Linked DNA regions of Gossypium arboreum: region 1 is linked to region 2. Evidence: chromatin contacts called from public Hi-C data. All regions are on one chromosome and are shown on one strand. Each heading gives the region's core, a stretch centred on a gene start, on an enhancer-like site or on the middle of the called end of the contact. The rest is flanking DNA. Distances are from core to core; before and after follow the strand shown.

Region 1 (3,696 bases), core at 386-2,885, 210 kb after region 2:
ATTCATGGAACCACCATTTTGTAAAAGGGCTTGCAGCCGCCTCTTGTCTCCATATCTTGCCGCCATCAACACTTCCTTTCCACGTTCCATAATCTCCACCATCTCATCCTGCCATCATCAATAACAACTCACTTTTCCACTAAAAAGCTTCCATTGAATTTTCAAGGTGCCCAGACGTTAAGATACTTGATTATTAGTATATTATTATTAGTATATTTTATAAAAATGTTTTGTTAATGCTAAAAATATAACAATTTCGATATAGAATCATAAATGCAAAATTAATTATTTTCAAAGGTGTTAATTACAAATGATTAGCGTTATAAAAGAATATTTCCTTCCATGAAACTATATTTTTTATATTCCCAAGTTTTTGATCGAGAAATGGAATTCCCTGCCAAATTTGAAAAACCAAAACTACTTACATGCCCCTTATCACGAGCATTATCAAGAGCTGAATGGCCACGATCGTCGCAAATTCTGGGGTCCGCATCCAATTGTATCAACATTTCAATCATCCTACGGTTCCCATTAGCTACAGCTCTGTGAAGTGCAGTCCTCCCATCATTGCTCTTTGCGTTCTTCTCCGCACCCGATTCTAACAACATCTTAGCACACTCGATATTTCCCTTAGTCGCCGCCAAAAGCAATGGCGTTCTGCCTTCTTTGTCTCTCCCAGCCAACGTCTCCCGTCTCCCCTTCCTTAACAACGTCTCAAGGTCAGCCGTCCGATCGAGTGCTACTGCCACGTGTAACTCATTCCATCCTTTAGATTCCCACCGTGGGTCCACCTGATAAAATCCCACATTGCTGTTATTTGCATCTTCTTCTTGATCCTCACGCGAGCCTGTCCTTAAACCCGCTTCAAGCAGCAAATTCACCATGTTCTCCGAATTGTTATCCAACTGAGTCGCGACTCGGAGGAGTGACTCAGCTTCTTTCGTAGATAAATCATACAAAACCGATTTCTGCCGCTTGATAATGTTCTTCACTGCCTCAAAGTCCCCGCGGCTAACAGCTTGTTGGAGAAGAAACGGCCCAACAAAGGCGACCTTGAGCTTGATGTCCTGAGTGGGTCGAGTTGATAGCCAAGAACTGACCGAGCCGGACTGATTTGAGCCATAAGAGTCGAGGTCGAAAGGGGCAGTTCTGATGAGGAAACGATCGGAATGAGAGCGAGGAAAAGTGGGGGGGATGTGGTCTTGGGGTTTAAGGATGATTTGGAGGGCAATATGGGAAGAAGGAGGAACGAGTCCACTGGGGGGATTAACAAGGAATTTATGAGGTGAAGAAGTCTGGACTTTGAAAGCAACTGGGGAAGAAGGGCAAAGGGATCTTAAAACAAGGTTAGAACGGCATTTGGTGTTGAGAATGAAGTTTATGCGTACTTCTGCCTCTGAAATTTCAACCAAATTTTCCATTGCAGATGAAGTTTATATATGTTATTGCGAATAACTAACCAAGGTGTAATTTAGCGGTGAAGGAACAGAGATATAGCAGTTGAAATTAAGGGAAGTGTCGACTGAGAATTGTTTAGCTTGCATGTGATCTTTGTTTGGGGACGATATTTGTTGTCGTCTGACGCTTAGTTCCCACCTAAGCTTGCATGTGATCTTCGACAAAATGAGTCGTCCTTATCAAATATATTTTTAATATCTTTTAGAAAAGAGAAGTTTATATCAGACAAAGAAATAGAAATTGCTTTTAAATAATAAAATTGTGCCAATCAATGCTAAACCATTGTATCAGTATTTTTTTAAAAAAAAAAAAAGATAAGATGAGCTTGAGGAATTTTATATCAAGTAAAAACAAATAAATTGTGAGGGAGACAGCACAACCATATTCATATTTAAAAAAAATAATAATAATAATATGTAGATATTTTTTTATTCCTTCAAAGATATAGAACAAAATGTCCAAATCCCTCTATTGGATGACCTTTTCTATACGATTTACACCAAATATTAGAAAAAAAAATGAGAGGTAAATGTCAAAAGTCTAATCCTTCTTCCTTGCAAATCGAAGAATAAAGTGGGAGTTGAAGTACCTTGGTCCGTGTACCTTGCATTTAGTATTTGGGACGCCAAAACCCCTTCTTCCCAACAAGAAATTGGCCTTCATAAAGGCGTGTCGACCACTGTAGTGATCGCAGTACTGGATTCAGCTTCTGAATGGTTTCCATGGTGTCTTGAAGTAACAGATATCCACCAGGTCTCAGTATGCGATCCATTTCCACAGCTACATCTATAATGTTACATCTGACAGACAGGTTCAAAATCTCGCATCACCATTCTACATTATTCACTCTTTTTCAAGTACAAATCAGAGCAATAGATCATTACTTATATACCTCTCTTGACGGTTTTTGAAGAGAAAACTGGAATGCAGCAGATCATATGTTCGAGGGTACGTACTCAATGACTCGCACCAGTCATGATAGATTCCGATCAAGCCCCTTTCGAAAATAATGGACAAGGTATCTTGTGCATCAATTGGTACAACATTCATCACCCAGAGAGGAAGCTCATTAAGTGCCGCCGCAAACCTGTAAAACCACAATGCCTATGGTGTAGTAAGATTTCTTTATGACAGAAACCTGTAAAAACATAGTTCTATTTCTTACCCTCCATAACCAGCATTCATATCCATCACATTTCTTAAACTAGCCCAGTTTATAGCTAGAGCATCAAAATAGACATCAGATACAAGTGCAGCCCAATGTTTGGTGTCCTCATTGAATATAGCTTCGGCATCTGCTTCAGCTGGAAGGCTTTGAGGCTTATTCCTAAGCCTGTGGGGCCATGGTGAGGGCCAGCCAAGCAAATTACCGTTGCTATCAACTGGAAGTCTGGAAGTACAATGCCTAAGAGGCTTGTACCTGTCATTGTGAATTAGAAATCTCAAGAAGCAATTTCAACATAAATAGAAGGTAGCATCTTTTATGCCAACATTATTTTAGGACAGAACACTCTGTCTACACATAACAAGTGGCACACAGAGCTGTGAACATGTTGAAGCATGCCTTTCGAGTGTAAGCAATGTAATAATATTATATACTAGATCATAAAAGATTACCATGAGACTTCCTTCTTAGTTTTCTGATCACATAATGGTGGACGTTTTGTTCTGTCGTGTGCATAACAGGAATATGAGGAAGGCTTTTGATATATTACAAGCCCAATTTCAGTTGAATCAAAATTGTCACGTTTAGCCACAACCTTCCAGCAGATTGATTGTGTCAAAGCCACCATAGCTGTAATATATACAGAATACCAGAACAACATGGCACATTCAGATTCCACTAACAAAACGGTGAAAACAAACAAGAGAGGAAAGGCAAATAATTTTGGACTTCCCCCCTTGCAGAGACCAGGGAGTTGTATCCTCACACTTCCAAACATAACGATCTCTCTCATCGTTTCGATAAACTGGTGTAGCAGACCATACAAAGAATCCCCCAGGCCTCAGAATCCTGTTCAGCTCCAATAATGGTTTCCCACCTGCTTTTTGCATTTAAGTCTCAACAATTACATCATAAGATAGAAAAAGGAAAACTGTAACAATGAAACTAAACATAATAACATGGTACCATCCTCTTCCCAATGAACTCTGCATCGTGCACAATGTATCAAGTCATATGCATCGTCTGGAAATGTCAACTTTTTTGAACCGATGACAGAAAGTGTAGCTGGAATT
Region 2 (3,670 bases), core at 784-3,283:
TGTCACTCGGGACTCGGGTGTAAGCATTTTGGATGATTCCCTTTTTATTAATGAGATGTAAGATATTTTAAAAGAGCAGAAGAATTACCAGTTACAAATGCTTTCTGAAGTTGTCCACTTAGCCCTGTGGCCCAAGGTTTCACAGTAGATACCTTGTAAGTTTTCAAGAGATAGGCAATGATTATTAATATTAGAAGAAATGTACCACCCCCTATGCTTCCGACTAGTATTGCTGCTTGATGACTTGACTTAGAGTCAGGAATAGAAGGATTGCTTCCCGATGGCGATGGAGCAGAAGTATTAGGTACTGTATCATTTCCAGAAGGTTTAGAAGCAGGAGCAGAGGGAGGTCGTGGAACAGGAGCACCCCTTAAATATGTACTATTTGTGGATGGTTCAGAAGATGCAGGATGAGTTGGAGCTCTAGATGTACGAGGAGATGGAGGCATACTATAATTTAAAGGGGGTGCTTTTGGTGACTTTGCAGAAGTGTTTGCCGTTTCTTGCAGCAATCTCCTTAGCACTGCACCTTCAGATCGGTCACTGTTCCTACAAGAGAATAAACAAGGATTAAATAACTGAATAACAAAGACTAGAAAGAAACACAGCATTGCTCCGGGTATGAGAACTGAATTGTTGACTTACTGGATTGTTAGGGAGAGATCGTTGCTGAGTCCAGATGGAAGCGATTCATTGAAATTATTGTATCCCAAGTCTAACACCTCTAATTCCTTCAGTTTGCTGATCCCTTCGGGGATAGTTCCGGTAAAAGAGTTGTTCCGCAAGATACTGTGGGGGAAAACAATTGCTTCAGAACAGTGCATACAAGAAAAGTAGATCGCCAAATCGCACTTTGCTTTTGATATCAACAATCCGATAAAGATCATACTTACATAGACTTAATATGAATTAGAGTTCCAAGCTCAGGTGCCAGTGTTCCTTCAAGACAAAGATCTTTCAAATTCCTGCATTTTTATTCAGTCCATCAAATCCTTAAACAAATTAAAGGAAATAATTCATCACAATTTGCCTAAACTTTGAATCAGTATTCAGCACAAATACCAGTGCCTTTATCTGACCAAAAAATCTACTTAAAATCCCAATTTCACAAATAAATATATATATATATTGAAATTTGGTAAATTAGATATCAAAGCTAGTATTTGATATTATGTTACTACTTACAATCATATCTCAAAATTGTAAATGATACTCTCCCGACCAAAAAGTAAATAAGAAATTATTAAAGGCAGAAGATTTCATTTATGTTTCCTTTCTTTTCTCGGAAACCAAACATCATCCACCCAAAAACAATCATTGGTGCCAAAAAAAACTTACAAAGCAATAACTTTGCCATCACAGCACTCGACACCAAACCAAGAACAATGGTTAATCTCTCCATCTTCTTCCTTCCAAGCCCACAAAGCACCAAATGGATCATTCACCACTCTCTCTCTTAGTCTCAACAAAGCAAATCCTGCATATCCATTACCAAAAACCATTGTTTTCCCTCCATTTTCCCAACAAACAAACCAAACCCAAAAATTGAAACAAAAAAGTGAAAAGTTTACCTTCTTCATTCAACGACCAACAAGCCAAACTTTGACATAATAAAAGCAGCAAAACACCAACTCGAAACTCTTGTCTTAGTCTTACAAACTTCCAGTTCTTCTTCATCATCATCGTCTTCTTGTTTGAGAGGTCTTCACTCGAAAAAAAAAAACCAGAAAATTTTCACTACGATAGGAAGAAAAAACAAAAAAAAAAAAAGAAACGCGGCTGAGTCAGTGGGTGAATCTAACACGATATTAGAGTTAAGACAATTTTCCTCGTTTTTCTATTTGTTTCTGGTTTTGAAACGCGTACACTCAAAAGACTCACTGAACTACGTATCAACCTTTACAAATTTCTCCCTTATTTCATTTTTAGCCGCAGTAAATAATAAAGGTAAATTAAGGTTCCGGATAATTTTCTTTTGGCATAATTTCAAAAAATACCCTCAACATTTAGGGAGTTTTGGTTTTGTGCCCGTATTGACACTCTCAACCTTACAATTTTTTTAAAAATCAGCCTAATTTTAACGATAAATATTAGTTCACAGTCAATCAAATTGTAGATCAACAAAGTAACTTATGTGGCATGCCACATAAGCATAATCTCATAATTTTTTTTTTCATTTTATTTCCTTTCTTACTTCTTCTTTCTTTCTCTCTTTCTTCTTCATGGTTTTTGCATTAGATGGAAACCAATAAAACAAAACCAACAAACTTCCTCAAGTAGCCTCTCACAAATCCGTTCTCTAGAAATCCACCTACCAATGATCTTGCTCCATTGCGGTCTCTATTGCCAATGGAGCCTCCTGCATCAACTAGTACATGTGCAGCTCAATTCGTTTTCCTCATCACATATCTACCCATGGGAAACTAAACAAAGCCTCTGTGCAAAGTCTATTAACTCCTCCACTACTGTCAAACGTTCTAAGGTTTGAAATCTTATCTTCCTCAATGGTGGAGAAAGAGGCATTGTCGAAGCTCGCTAGGGCCAACCCACCAACTGAAGACATGGATCTCAAAACCTTAACTCCTTCGCCCAAAACCCTAATGCCAGAGACGATGCCAACAATGACTTCGAATCGAGTGCAAGAGATAGGAAAATGACGAAGAAACTGAAGACGTTTCTAAAAAGTAGAAACTAGAGAAGTCCGTAGAGGAAGAAAGGTTGGAGAAAAAGTCAGATGGGTCACCGAATTTGGGTCGTGTTCGGCTCGATTCGAAGGAGTTCGGGTCGTCGTCGGAGATGCTTGATTACTTCTACTATTTTCTTCACCATTGAGGTACTCAACTGAACTTTAACAAGGTACTAATTAAATTATCTTCTTTTTTTTCTTTGGTTTCGCTATTAGCTTTCATTAGTATTTGCGATTAATTTGATGATCTATTCTATGTAGAAGAAATTTTTTATTTTTGTTTGTATCAGTAGTAGTATTACAATCATAGCTTTCATGGTGAATGAATATAGTATAAGAATTTTTTTTTATTTCACTGTTAGTGTTTATTGGTTTTGATGCACTCAGAATAATTTTTTTATAGATGATATTATCTATGACATCGTGCTTATGTAGCATGCTATATAAGCTATTTTGTTGACGTGCAGTTGATTGACGATCAACTCATATTTACTGTTAAAATTGGGTTGATTTTTAAAAAAAAATCGTAATATTAAGGGTGTCAATCAAAAAATAAAAAAGTTAAGGGCTAAAACCCATAAATGTTAAGGGTATTTTCAACAATTATGCCTTTTCTTTTTAACTTTTTCAATATGTTTTTATTTACATTTTATTTTACATCTATTCATCGGTGAATATGGTTAAAATATTTTTGCAAAGTTTTTCAAATTGGATCGATAGTTTAAGCGATAGTTTAGATCAGGTCATTTGTTCATTGGATTCATCGGTCCTTTCGGTTCAATTAAATAATTTATTAAAAATTTTAAGAAAAAAAATTTGTTTAACTGCTTGGTTTGATTAGTTATTTTGCCTGATTTAATCAATTCATACCGATTTTTAAGTCAACGATCTAAAGATTTTTTTTGAACCGATACCCTAATCGATTTTCGATACAATCAATGAGTCCAATCTAATACAAACAACATTAGAGTTTTGGTAATAAAT

What was found. Hi-C and Micro-C count contacts between places; a contact is called where the count stands out from the background.
Region 1: a Hi-C map of leaf shows a contact between it and region 2, with 3 times the contacts expected there. The contact joins the promoter of LOC108470950 here to the promoter of LOC108457727 in region 2. A contact is called at or near these places in 3 of 5 Hi-C or Micro-C datasets (all in leaf).

The regions. Positions count from the first base shown.
Region 1 is chr4:18,860,380-18,864,075 of ASM2569848v2, forward strand. It overlaps LOC108470950 (protein VAPYRIN-like), which reads right to left and starts at 1,636. Exons shown (of 2, transcript XM_017772485.2): 1 at 426-1,636; 2 at 1-108. The coding sequence starts at 1,421. It overlaps LOC108472615 (probable methyltransferase PMT23), which reads right to left. Exons shown (of 8, transcript XM_053027041.1): 3 at 3,590-3,696; 4 at 3,390-3,500; 5 at 3,076-3,253; 6 at 2,624-2,878; 7 at 2,351-2,545; 8 at 1,863-2,258. The coding sequence ends at 2,069. It overlaps LOC128291763 (a long non-coding RNA gene), which reads left to right and starts at 2,133. Exons shown (of 2, transcript XR_008281629.1): 1 at 2,133-2,269; 2 at 2,372-3,082.
Region 2 is chr4:18,652,234-18,655,903 of ASM2569848v2, forward strand. It overlaps LOC108457727 (probable inactive receptor-like protein kinase At3g56050), which reads right to left and starts at 2,034. Exons shown (of 8, transcript XM_017756816.2): 1 at 1,572-2,034; 2 at 1,339-1,477; 3 at 894-965; 4 at 646-789; 5 at 89-549. The coding sequence starts at 1,683. It overlaps LOC128291762 (a long non-coding RNA gene), which reads left to right and starts at 2,045. Exons shown (of 2, transcript XR_008281627.1): 1 at 2,045-2,856.